3 separate regions of the Mus musculus genome follow, and all the other regions are linked to region 2. Evidence: chromatin contacts called from public HiChIP or PLAC-seq and promoter capture Hi-C data. All regions are on one chromosome and are shown on one strand. The core of a region is the stretch at or near the end of the contact, and the rest is flanking DNA. Distances in the headings are between cores, read along the strand shown. Region 1 overlaps Cpped1 (calcineurin-like phosphoesterase domain containing 1). Region 2 holds the start of Ercc4 (excision repair cross-complementing rodent repair deficiency, complementation group 4). Region 3 overlaps Snx29 (sorting nexin 29).

Region 1 (4,120 bases), core at 1,287-3,786, 1.3 Mb before region 2:
ATCAACCATTGGACATTTTAAGTAGTACCATGGCCTTCCCAATCCTTCTCTGCTCCAGGCTGCATCACAGGCCCCAGGCACAGTGTTGGGCTCACCCAGGAATATGAACTGAGAAGCAGGGGAGGTTCTCTGAGGGCAGACCCCTATACTGAGCCAGCCACATGACCACAGCAGGTTGCAGGAAGCACACAGCCATCACGCATGCACACTCTCTACCCAAGGACTCAGAAAGCTAGTGTCTTTTGGGAGGGAACATGTCTCGGACAGAGGCAGGGGCAGATCCACCACCTTTTTTTTTTTTTTTTTTTAATAGTTGGAACATGGCTATAACCAGTTGTAGACATGTTCTCTCTTGCCAATTACATATTACAGAAATGTTGCTAAATAGCTCTACAGAGATCTCAGGTCAGGTAAACCCCAAATATTTACAGCCTAATGTTTTTCAAGAAAAATCTTACAAATACCTACTCTAGAGTAGTGTTTCTTAAATTTTTCTACTTATGATACTATTTTGCTTGAGAGATTTTTATACAATCCTGAAATATAAAAGAGGTATGTAAATAAAAAATTGCTGACAACAACTCATAGTTATTTCATTGTAATTCTTTGTAGATGTATAATTTTAGCATTTATTAAAGATGAAAGCAAATCTGTATACCAATGAGATGGACTTGCTTGTTTATTTTATAGGAAGAATTAAATCTTAGGGCTGTAGAGATGACTCAGTAGCTAAGAGCACTGGTGGCTCTTTCCAGAGGACCTGGGTTCAGTTTCTTGCACCCATATAATGGCTTACAATCACCTGTAACTCCTGTCCCAGGGTATCTGACAGCCTTCTGGTCTCTGTTGGCACCAAACATATATATGATATAGACGCAGACATAGGCAAAACACCTGTACACATAAAATAAATATGTAAAATTTAAAAAAGAGAATTAAATCTTGGCTGAATATATAAGACATTTTACAGAGTGGACATTTTGACTACAACTACAATACCAGGACTGTCAACTCATGAAAATAAATAGTCTGAGATAGCAGAAGCACACGTACGCCATTTCAGAAACTGCTACAATATCTGCCCTAATCACAACCAAGCCCATTAACATATTTTAAAGGAAACTCAGTCAGCAACTCAAACAATAGTTTTTAAAATAACCCATCCTGACACAACCCCACCCAGAGATACATTAATTTGGTTCTTACACGCTAAGCAATGAGAGTTGAAAACAATCATCTTTGTTTTCTGCAATTAAGCTATTATGTTCCTATAAGAGCAGAACACTTTACATGTACATTTAAGAACACCCTGTAATTCATAACATATAATAATCTCAAATTTGAGCAAAGACACTTTGGGCAGCAGCATCTGCGGGTGTCGCATGGTGTGATGGTGTGCATAATGCTAAGTGCACACACTGAGTGTTAAGGACCAAGGCGGCAAGGATGCTGTGTACTGCAGACAATACAGCACGGTGCTAATACTGCTGGAAACACTTCCAGTTGGGATGGGTTTGATTCTGAGTTAGTTTTTGATCACTGTGTGTTTTCTTTTCCTGTCTCCCATCCCATATTCAGTAGTGTGACCCCATATGTGGGCACATCTCAGTTTAAGATGCAGTGCTCTAGGAAGTGTGTCTCCCATCCAGATCTCAGCTGGCCATTATAGGCAGTGTGGGCATCCCGGCAATGCTGCTGCTAGGGAGATGTGACCCAGGCCAGGCTCTGTCCCTGTTAAACGGTGAGTCTTTATCAAGGGGTCACTAGTGTGTGACAGGCTCAGGGTTGGACTTCCTCTAATGAACACAAGCAGAATCCACTTCCTGGTAGCATCAGGATATAGACAGCTGTGGTAGTGGTGAGACAGACGGCCTAAAGTTCTCCTCTGTCTGTAATGCAGTCTGACCTCCACCTTCTCTAAAAACTTGAAATCCTAAGGCTGCAACCAAGGGCTGAGAGCTCGCCCTTTCTTTCTGTTTCTCTGTTAAAAAGCACACAAATACTAGAGATGAAACGAATTCTGTGAAATTACTCATTAACTTTTGCAAGAAAGATCAACTTGCTGGAATTTTTTATAATTGCCAAATGTGCCCCGGGCTCTTTAATACACCATCCTTAAGCTCTGTGAGGAGAATGAGAGGAAAGAAAAGGTATCGCCGAGACATCAAGGGGAAACATGGGCAGCCAGAGACTTCCCTGTTTTCTCTTTTTTAAGATGGGAAATTTAAACTGCAATCGGCATTAACTGGGTCACACACTAACCTGCTGCTGAGAGAGGCCTGAGGGACGAGCCGACCTCCACCTTCCACCCAGGTTTCATTATCTACGCTCTGTCTTTGTGACTCCAGTTCGGTATCAGGTGAATTAGGGGGAAACCAATTTCTGCATCCCTGGGATATGATGAAACTGATTATCCCCAGGCCGAGCAAAGAAGACTGCGAATAAGCAGCGCTGCTTCACATTTGGGCGCCTGTCCTGCCCTGATACCTGTTTATTTCCACCAGTTACTGACAGTGTTTCTGTTCCATACAAAGACGCTCCCCACCCCCGTCAATGACTTCAAAAGTAGAAACAGGAAGCATCCGTTTCTAGGGAAACCTGAGGTTGGAAGCTCTTCATCTTTTGGATCACAGAGCACATTCCTACACAAATGGTGGTCTATTGTATGGTGACAGCCCTTCCTCCTCATTTACCTCATCCCATTTACAAAAATTAATGCAACAATGGGAGATGATTGTTGATGCTCATTATTAAATCATTTATTCATCCCACACAATGATTCAGAATTATTCATTAAACTTACTGGAAGGAAGCAGGGTTTTTATCCCCACAGTGGCTTGGGGAGGGATGTATTCTTTAAAAGGATATTTTATAACAACACAATTATTGTAATTAAAAGCTACCCTGATCATCTGATGAGCTTCTGACATATTTTTGAGCACTGGCATTTTAGCACAAGGAGAAAACCGAGACTGAAATAGTATTAGGAAATACTATTGCTGTGGGGACAAAAGCTAGAGGCAACATTAAATACCACCTGCCACTGTCACCCCAGCTTTATCACGGTCTTTAAGTTAATACATTTTACAAAATATCACTGACTGCCTGACTTTCCAAAATGGGTTCAAGTTCTCTTGCTGTGGCTTCAGCCACTGTCCACATTCTGCCTGGTCAAGTAGCAGCCCTGCCCTGCCCCTGAGACACACATATACAGGGCTTGCCATCCAAGCCTCCCAACCTAGCAGCACGGCGCGGTTCTGTCCACACAGAAACTGCAACTGCAGATGTTGCCTGTTTGTTCTGTGTCTGATGGCCAGGCTTAGCACGCAATGGAGACCCACAGTAGGAGGGGCTTCGAGCTCTTTAGTGCTACTTGAAGTAGATTTAGGTGAGGATCCTAAGGCTAGGGGCAAAGAAGGGCTGCAGGAGAAACAGATTACTGAGTGACCTAGATGAAAGGCAGGGAGGAAAGACAAAGGCCGCACACCTTACGATGTGGAAGGCACAGGACAGACAATATGAGATGGAGTCTTCTCCATTGCGCTTGTCATAGAGTGTGTCCTGGACACCATTGAGCTCTGTCAGCGGGCCGTGGAGGGCTGGATGAGGTAAAGACTTTCCTTCCTGCCCTGCACTCCATCCACATCACAGAGGCCTTCCTGTGAGCCGAGCCCTGAGTCATACCTAAAGGCAGGGCAGATGGACCTTCAAGGAGCTGACAGTCTAGTGAGAGACTCAGCATGTCCAACTGACAAGAGCTGGATCAAGACAACGCTGACCAGGAACTGGAGGGGAGAAGAGCTTTATACCAAAAAGGTAGAAACCTGAGTTGGTCTCACAGCCAGAGCAAAAGGAAAGGACTTCTGGGAAGGGCAAGCTGAAGGAAGAGCTGGACCTTGTGCAGGGGTTGGAGAATGTACAGAGGGCCTGGCTGGAGCTGATTCAATATGAAGGAAGCAGAAAAAGGCCCCAAATGAACACAGTCCTGCCAGGCAAGGAGACCCTACTGGACCCAGAGTCCACAGGATGCAGGTCTAAAACCATCAAGAATGGAAAACACCACCAAGTTTCACGCTTACAAACCAACTTTTGGATCATAATTTGGCTTCCTATTTAGTTC
Region 2 (4,162 bases), core at 1,019-3,518:
TGTTAATTCCTGAGATCAAACTCAGGTCAGCAGGCTTAGATGCCAAACATCTCTACCAGCTAAGCCATCATGACAGCTACCTTGTGTTCGAGATATGCTCTCTCACTGGCCCGGTCAGCAAGCCCCAGGGAGTGTCACTGTCTCCCAGGAACAAAGCTGCAGTCTCCAGTGCAATCTCTCGCCTGGATTCTAGGGACCACACACAGGTACCCAGGCTTTCACAGTAAGCGCTTCCTCCGCTGAGCTACACCCCTGTCACTCTGTATACGCCTGAATTTTCAATAAACCTTGACCTTCTAAAATAACCTCTCCCTCGAACGGTCCTATCTGCAGTTTTATTCATTTGCTTGCTTGTTTGTTTGTTTGGATAAGCGGAGAACTTCATCTTCAAAGTTCAGTGTGGTCAAAATAAGAAAAGCGTGTACATCCCTTTCCCATTATTGCTGCAACAAAGCACCATAAACACAGAGGTTTAAAATAACAAAAATGCAACGTCCCCCAACAGTGGGTTGTTGGGGGTGGCTGGGATACGTCTTGGCTTCCCAAGGGAGAACGCAGGAGTTCCTCAGCTCCTCAACGCTCTGTTCCTGGCACTTTCTACCTCATTCTGACCTTAGTTTCTCCTTCACAGTCCCCTTTGAAGCTAAGTCCCCTGCCTCTCCTTTGCCCCTAAGCACATCTTTATGATTATATTGGGCATACCTGGATAAGTCAATATCATTTCTCCATCTCAAGAGTTTAGCTCAATGACATCTGTGAAGTCTCCTTTGCCATGAAAAATAATAGGTTCTGGGAATTCAATCTTTGGGTTGCATTATTCTGCCTGCCACAACCTGGGAGGAATCACCCACACACCCACACACCCACCTCTGAATGTGTGCTGAGTAACTACTTACTGTACCCTGAACCAACGCTAAGAAACATACCATCCAGCTCTGTGGCCTTGCCTGATTATATAACCGGCTTGTTGAACTGCAGGCATTATCTCCTGGCTCCCAGACATGCTGCGCGGAAAGCGTCTGCAGGCATCTCTGTCCACTTCAGGAAGATGCAGAAATTATTAGATGCTCTTTTAACTGTGACTAGACAGAAGGAAAACGCTGGAAGAAGCAGAGGAGAGAGAGAAAACAAATCCACTTGCAGCGGCTGATGTGAAGGGAGATTGGTAAACGGGAAGGCAATGTAATGAAGGTCGAGCAAACTCAAATAAATGTGTCCTTTTTCTCCCACTAATCGTCCATTCGAGAAACGTACCTTGAGGGTTTGAGTGAACTTCTGTATGAACTAAGCTAGTGAAATGCTATGTTGCGTGCTGGTGGGAGGAGTGGGAGCCAACTAAACGTTCTCCAGTAACTAGACAAGTATATGCCTCCACATTACAGAAAACCCAGCCACATAAAGGACAGAGATTTAGGGAAAATTTGTGACGGAACTCAGGATCTACCACTAAGTTACATCCTAACACCCTTTATATTTGTGCTGGAGGTCTCCATCTCTAGCTCAGGCTGGCCTTGAATTTACTTCAACAAGTGAGATAGCCTGTCCCACCTGGAGAAACCAAAAATCTGGTTTCGAATCTTGGTTGTTTATTATTTCATATAATTAAGCAGGCAAGCAGCCGCACAAACTGAGCAGCGGCAGAGGGTAGGGGGCACGCAAAAGTATGTTGTTAACCATGGTTATTCCTGAGTAATGGAACAATCCTATTTTGCCTTCATTTGTATTTCGTATGGGCTGAAAATAAAGGGGAATGGAGAATTCTGAGAGAGAATGCCTCCTAGATTGCTTACCTGGAGGTTTTTTTAGGTAGTTACAAACACGACCCAAGATGTCCCTCTAGTGGAAGGAACGCGGCTGCAACTGGCACCTGATGGAGGCTTTGTAAAATAACTTACTGAGTTCAAGACCTTTGCAAACAAGAGACTGAAACTCATAAGGTATTGTGCTTATTAAAAATTTTCAAGGCGGGGAGGGGGAGGAATACTTGCAAAAGTAGAGACAAAACCCTCACACTAGGAAAACGATGTCGATTCTGGATGCACTTGGAATACTGACAGCAACATTCTGAACTGTCGGTATTGGAGGATTACGCGGATTAGACTTCTCTGTTTGCATTTTGTTAGTTTATGCCTAGGTCTAGAGAGCCAAAGGATGGGGAACCTAAACACACGCGCGCGCACGCGCGCTAACGCTTTCTGCGCCTCTCGGCTGAGTTCGGGTAGACCTGCCCTGGGCTCGGGCACATTCCGGCCACACTTGTCCCCGCCTCGATTCCTTTTCGGCTACAATCGGTTGGCTCTCTTGAACTCGGCTCCCTTCGGCTACATCCGGCCTCTCTCAGTCGGCCATTGCAGTTACATCTGTTCTGCGCTCCTTCGGCCCTGGCGTCTCTCCCTGCGTTCGGCCAGCGTTCGGCTGGACTCGGCTCTTTCCGTCAGCGTGCGGCCGCGGTCCCGGAAGGGCGCCCATGGAGCCAGGCCTGTCGGGCGAACGGCGGAGTATGGCGCCGCTGTTGGAGTACGAGAGGCAGCAGGTGCTGGAACTGCTCGACAGCGACGGGCTGGTGGTGTGTGCCCGCGGACTCGGCACCGACCGGCTCCTCTACCATTTCCTGCGGCTTCACTGCCACCCGGCCTGCCTGGTGCTGGTGCTCAACACGCAGCCGGCCGAGGAGGTGCGACTGCGGGATGGGTAGACCCAAGGGTTTGGGGGACATCCGATGCGAGATCGGCGCGGTAGGAACGCGGAGCTGTACGGTTGCAGGGACTCCGAGCCCATGCAGATCTTAAACAGGGCACGAAAGGGAATGAATTAAGATCCCAGGGGGGAGATGCGGGGCACCTACACAGTTCCAAGTCGCTGCGAAGGAGGGAAGGGAACCCCAGGGAAATTGAAGTGGCTGCCACGACAAGGGAGGGCATTGAGTGAGGGTCCTGGAAGGAGATCCTGGACTCTGACACTGCGGGATGACTGCCAAGTATAGAATGCATCCCAAGAAAGTCTTGGGTTCCTCTATTGACATGGGAGAGCATTGAATACAGGGCCCAGACACAGTTTGAGGACACTGAGAATACGGGTCCCACACACTCCTTAACACTGAAAAGGAGAGGGGCGAGTAGGCTACACATTGAGGTAGAGTAGTGGATTGAATTGCACTGCAAAGGAGAGACGGTATCAGAATCTGGGTAGGAATAGTGTTTGAGTTTGAAGTTGGATATAAGGGTGTTTGGAGGACAGAGTGTGGTCCCTAAAAGGACAATGACGAGGATGATAGGGTCTCTGAGAGTTATTACTTTCTAGTAGAAAAGGAGACCTTGAGACTTAACAAAAGAAGAGGGATTAGGGAAATGGGGGTGGGGGTGCAGAAGTTAAAGCTAAGGGAGCGATCAATCTGGGTTACAGAGAACAGGTGATCCTGAGGACAGTGGAATGAGACATGCCTTGCTGCGGATGTTGAGAGATGTGGACATAGCCTAGCATGATGAATCTGATGATCCCCTAGGTGTAGTGGCCAGGAAGAAAATGTCAGCTGAGAAGAGTCACTAACAACTCCTTTAAAGGCTGAGGCCCTGTTGGATTCCCCAGGAATCTACAGTGCTTGGCATGGTACTTTGTGCAATGTAAGATGCCCAGAAAAGTGGCATTAGACTGAGAGACTAATGGGCCATTGGACCTATGGACATTCTGGCATCTCTCTAGGAAGTATCAATACTGATCTAACAGTCTAAAGTGTTGTCTGCAGAGAGGAATCCCTTGTCTCAAAACCCGACTTTGGCTGGAAGTAGTTTCTAGGTAGTAGAAAACTTTTTTTAAAGATTTTTTTTAATAATTTATTTATTTATTATATGTAAGTACATTGTAGCTGTCTTCAGACATTCCAGAAGAGGGAGTCAGATCTCATTATGGATGGTTGTGAGCCACCATGTGGTTGCTGGGATTTGAACTCAGGATCTTCGGAAGAGTAGAAAACTTTTAACCCAAAGTTTTAAAAGGTTCTGTGGCTTGGTGTTGAAATGGAAATAATGACTGGAGCACAATTATTTCTTAATATAAACTCCAAAGCACAACTTAACCTTACAAAACAAAACCTTAATTAAAGTGACCTGATTGACTGATGGGTATAAAAGAATAACTTAGTTTGCATGTTTGCTGTGATGTTCAT
Region 3 (3,977 bases), core at 701-3,200, 1.5 Mb before region 2:
GGTGGGAAGAATGATCAAAGTCAAAACTGAGCTTGACCCTCCAGTATAAATGCCCAACCACAGTTGAAAACAAAGCCAGTTCTATGACAGTCAGGGTTGCATATACCATTTCCAGTAATAGAGCAGCTAGAAAGACTAGTAAGGTAACTGAACCTGAGCAATATTATAACACAGTTAAGCATAGCATAAATAGATATAGAGATAGAAAGTTATATAGATAGATATAGATAAGTGTATAGATGCTATAGATATAGCTACATATCAGATGGAGCACTCCACCAAATAGAATACACACTTGTGTTAGTCTGCGCTTTGTTACTGTAACAGTATTTAAGGCAATTGGCTTATAGAGTAGAGAGACTTGTTTGTTTTGTAGGTTTCAACCAATAGTAAGGTAGACCTATGGCTCTTGGGCCTGTGCAGAGACAGGATGCAATGGTTCTAGCAAGCTGCCTGCCTCATGGTGCTGGGAAGCAAAGAGAATTAGGGAAACACTGTGACCCCATAATTCTCTTCCATTCTGCCTTACTTGCTAAAGGTCCTGTGACCTTTCCTATTAGGGCCAAGCCTTTAACACATGAGCCTTTGTGGATCCTATAGATATATATATATTCTAGCTTGATTCCAAGCTAGAAAAAATGTCTTCCCAAATTCACATGAGACAATCTCCAGGTTAGACCATGTCTCAATAAAATTTTAAAACTCAAATCATACTATTTCCTTTGTCCATGTAGAATAATTTGTATAATTTGCAGCTTTCATGGTGAACAAGATACTCCATGAAGGAGAGAGCTATGTCTGTTTTTTCAGCTCCTCTGTCTCTTATGCTTTGCATTGTATGTGCCTTGTAGAAGGTCCTAGCTGGACACTTGTTCTATGAACAGATGAGTGATAGATAGGGGGAGGACTAGAGGACCAGCAGAGATGATATGCAGGAGAGTCACATAGATAGTCATTTCCAACAGTGCAGTAAATGGTCTGTAATTAGAACATGTGACCCAGTATAGAGACACCTGCTTTGGCCCTGCAGGATCACTGGCCTTAGCACTGTGGGGAACAGAGCAGAACCAGGGTGTTGCTACTCTGTACTCCTGTCTGGGTTTGGGACCTTTTCCTGTGGAGTACCACGGGATACACAGGCCAATTTGATGGCTCAGAATTGTTGATTGTGTTTTCAATCCTGAATACATCACTCAGGTTGCTTGTCCCCTGGAAGGAGATCACCACCTTGGCCGAGTGTACAAGTGCCAGGGCTGCTTACCTGAGGGTTAGTGTGTGTGTGTGTGTGTGTGTGTGTGTGTGTGTGTGTGTGTGTGTGTGTGTGTGCATGAAGATAGAATGCTTTTCACTCTGGAGGCTGTGAGAACATGAAGGTTGTAGAGTTTTTCAAAAACCACTGGCCTATGCTACAAGCTCAGGAAGCTGACAAGCTCTGAGCAGGGGTGCTCAGGGAAGGCTCCTCTCCCTGGAGAGCCATAGTCCCTACTTTCAGGTTAATGGAGCTGTGGCAGGTTAGGCACTGTGTACCCTAAGTCGTACCATAAGGCAGAGCTGCCATATAGCCAAAATGCCCTCAAATGCATCTTAAGTAGTTTTCATGGGCATTGAGTGAGTCAGTGTACATGAACATGGAGCTGTGCAGTTAATGTCCTCAGGAAATGAATTTGCATTTGAGGTTTCCTATTCTGATGGTGCTGCAGATGGAGCCCAGGCACTGGCTTATGCTAGGCAAGTGCTCTGCCACTGACCCATGCCTCCATGTAGTGCAGCTTACATCTTGCTTGTCTTAGACTGCTTGTCCTAGTGACCATCTCTGTTGCCATGATAAATACCATGACCAAAAGCAACCTGGGGAGAAAAGGCTTATTGACTTATGTGTTACTGCCCATCATCCGGGAACTCAGGCAGCAGCTTGAAGCAGAAACCACAGAGGAGCAATGCTTGCTAGCTTGCTTCCTCTCATTCTCTACCTCCCTGTTACAACCCAGACCCATCTACCCGGGAATGACGTCTGTCGCAGACTGGTCCTCTTGCTTCAGTTAGCAATTAAGAACGTGCCTCATAGACATGCTCACAGGCCAGACCAATGGAAACAGTTCCTCAGTTGTGTCAAGTTGAACACTGAATTAAAGCACAAATGCATTATATGCAGTATTTTGGAGACATCTAAAGAGGGTATCTGTACCTGGCATCTGAGTTTTTCTAATTTATTATTTTATATTGTCTCTCCCTCAATCCCAAGTCACTTTCAAAACCACAGGTATTGCTTCTGTGAGCTATTGTGTAGAAATGGAGATCAAGGTCAGAAATCAGGCAGTGTAGAGGAGGTGGTACCATAGGGTGGCCTCCCGTGGCTCCCTGCTACTGCTCCTTTATCAGATGTGGCTGAGTTTCAGCTGCATCCTAGGTCAAGGCCACTTAGCTGGTAAGAACTGAAGATCAAACATTTTATTCTTGAGAATACACTACATATGTAAGTTTAAATAAATACATATACATATACATATATGTGTGTGTGCCTTATATATATATTCTCATATTCATATATGTATATATATATATCATATGAATATGAGATATATATATATATATATAAAGGCATAAAAAACACATATATATATATGTGTGTGTGTATGTGTGTGTGTGTATATATATATATATATGTATATATATATATATCTCCTTTCTGGTATATATTTCTTCTGGTATATTTTACCTTCTTTTGATCATTCTTTTCTATATGTTTCTTTAGAAATTATCTTGAATCTTGGATAATACATGTTTGTTGTATAAGTGTCTTATTTGAAATGCCTTTTATTGGAGAAAATAGTCCCTTAGCCTGCTTTTGTTTTTTTGTTTTTGTTTGTATTTTGTTTTTTGGTTTCTTTTGCAAATAAAAATGGCCCCTCTCATCTCTTTATTCTGGTCAGATCAAATCGGGCACTGATCAATGTCTGGATCCCGTCTGTGTTTCTCCGAGGCAAAGCAGCCAATGCGTTCCATGTGTATCAGGTAAGTGCCTGGGCTTTGTGTAGACATCATGGTTGTGGAGCCATGGTGCTTTGCATGTTGGCACCATTTCCTGCCTAGTGCTAGTGTTGCTGTTGATTTCTGTCTGTGGCTTGATGGCTGTTTCCCAGCAGCACCGTATACTCAGCCTTCTGCATGGCTTCAGCCAAGGCCTGGACCATATCATAGTCCTTCTTGGATCTCTGGTCTATGGCTGAATCTTGGGGTTAGGTGATGGATTTTGATTTTCATAGCTGGCCCAATCTGGCTCCCTGTACCCACTGCTGGTACCTGGGTTGGCACTGATCTCACTCAACCACATGTCTGAGAGTGGGCAGATGGGACATGATGCCCGAAATGAAACAAGACTATGCTTTTGTTGTTGTTTTAAGGATGTTGGTATATAGCCTAGGCTGGCCTTGAATTTGCAAGTGTGTGGAGTACAGGCATGTGCTACCATGCCCAGTTAAGTTACCCATTGCAAAAGAAAAGAGCCCTAGATGCTTGATAAGCAAAGAGTGCAGATGTCTCCACTCAGTGCCTCAGTGTCTAAGCTCTGTTCACATGACTGCTTTAGGGTTTAGCTCTGCAGGCCTGGTACAATTTGGATCTGGTCTGCAGTCAGACTTGGGGGGATTTTTATGTTTGTGTTTTTAGTTCTGTATATAACATGGGTATTTGCCTTTGTCTTACAGTGCTTCTAGTTGATGTTCACAAACATTTTAGAAAGCTTTGTGTAGTGTTTTCCATGGCACTGATAATGGATAGAAGTACTTAAATAACGGTACCACTGGGCATTGCTTACAAGATTTTTTAAAATGCATATTATTTAGATTCAAGATAACTTCTAGAGAAAAATATAGAAAAGAATGATTTAAAAAAAAAGAGAGAAATATACCAGGGTAGAATAAAATGTAAACTCAAAGGTTTTAAAAGAAAAAAAAAAAGCAGAAACTGTATTTATTCTG

Evidence for each region. Promoter capture Hi-C pulls out the DNA fragments that hold promoters and counts their contacts. HiChIP or PLAC-seq counts read pairs in DNA pulled down with a chosen protein or histone mark.
Region 1: a contact with region 2 is called in a promoter capture Hi-C map of hippocampal neurons, with 11 times the contacts expected there. The contact joins the enhancer-like site here to the promoter of Ercc4 in region 2. A contact is called at or near these places in 2 of 39 promoter capture datasets (3T3-L1-derived adipocytes and hippocampal neurons), 2 of 115 datasets of contacts at active chromatin or transcription factors (astrocytes and embryonic stem cells) and 1 of 9 other capture datasets (embryonic stem cells).
Region 3: a contact with region 2 is called in an H3K27ac HiChIP or PLAC-seq map of acute myeloid leukemia, with 22 times the contacts expected there. The contact joins the enhancer-like site here to the promoter of Ercc4 in region 2. A contact is called at or near these places in 8 of 39 promoter capture datasets (the 3T3-L1 cell line, 3T3-L1-derived adipocytes, cranial neural crest and 4 more) and 4 of 115 datasets of contacts at active chromatin or transcription factors (acute myeloid leukemia, astrocytes, embryonic midbrain and 1 more).

The regions. Positions count from the first base shown.
Region 1 is chr16:11,822,470-11,826,589 of GRCm38.p6, forward strand. All of the region lies in intron 3 of Cpped1 (calcineurin-like phosphoesterase domain containing 1), which reads right to left. Among named protein-coding and RNA genes, the nearest start is that of 4833415N18Rik, 45 kb to the left of the region's middle. Within about 2 kb of position 2,537, at least 30 of the 459 cell types and tissues checked have an H3K27ac peak or open chromatin away from gene starts, as enhancers often do. A contact at or near this core is called in hippocampal neurons, where this site is marked.
Region 2 is chr16:13,107,468-13,111,629 of GRCm38.p6, forward strand. It overlaps Ercc4 (excision repair cross-complementing rodent repair deficiency, complementation group 4), which reads left to right and starts at 2,269. Exons shown (of 11, transcript NM_015769.2): 1 at 2,269-2,674. The coding sequence starts at 2,468.
Region 3 is chr16:11,657,616-11,661,592 of GRCm38.p6, forward strand. Snx29 (sorting nexin 29) reads left to right here. Exons shown (of 21, transcript NM_028964.4): 18 at 2,931-3,012. Among named protein-coding and RNA genes, the nearest start is that of Gm32100, 76 kb to the left of the region's middle. Within about 2 kb of position 1,951, at least 37 of the 459 cell types and tissues checked have an H3K27ac peak or open chromatin away from gene starts, as enhancers often do. A contact at or near this core is called in acute myeloid leukemia and pre-B cells, where this site is marked.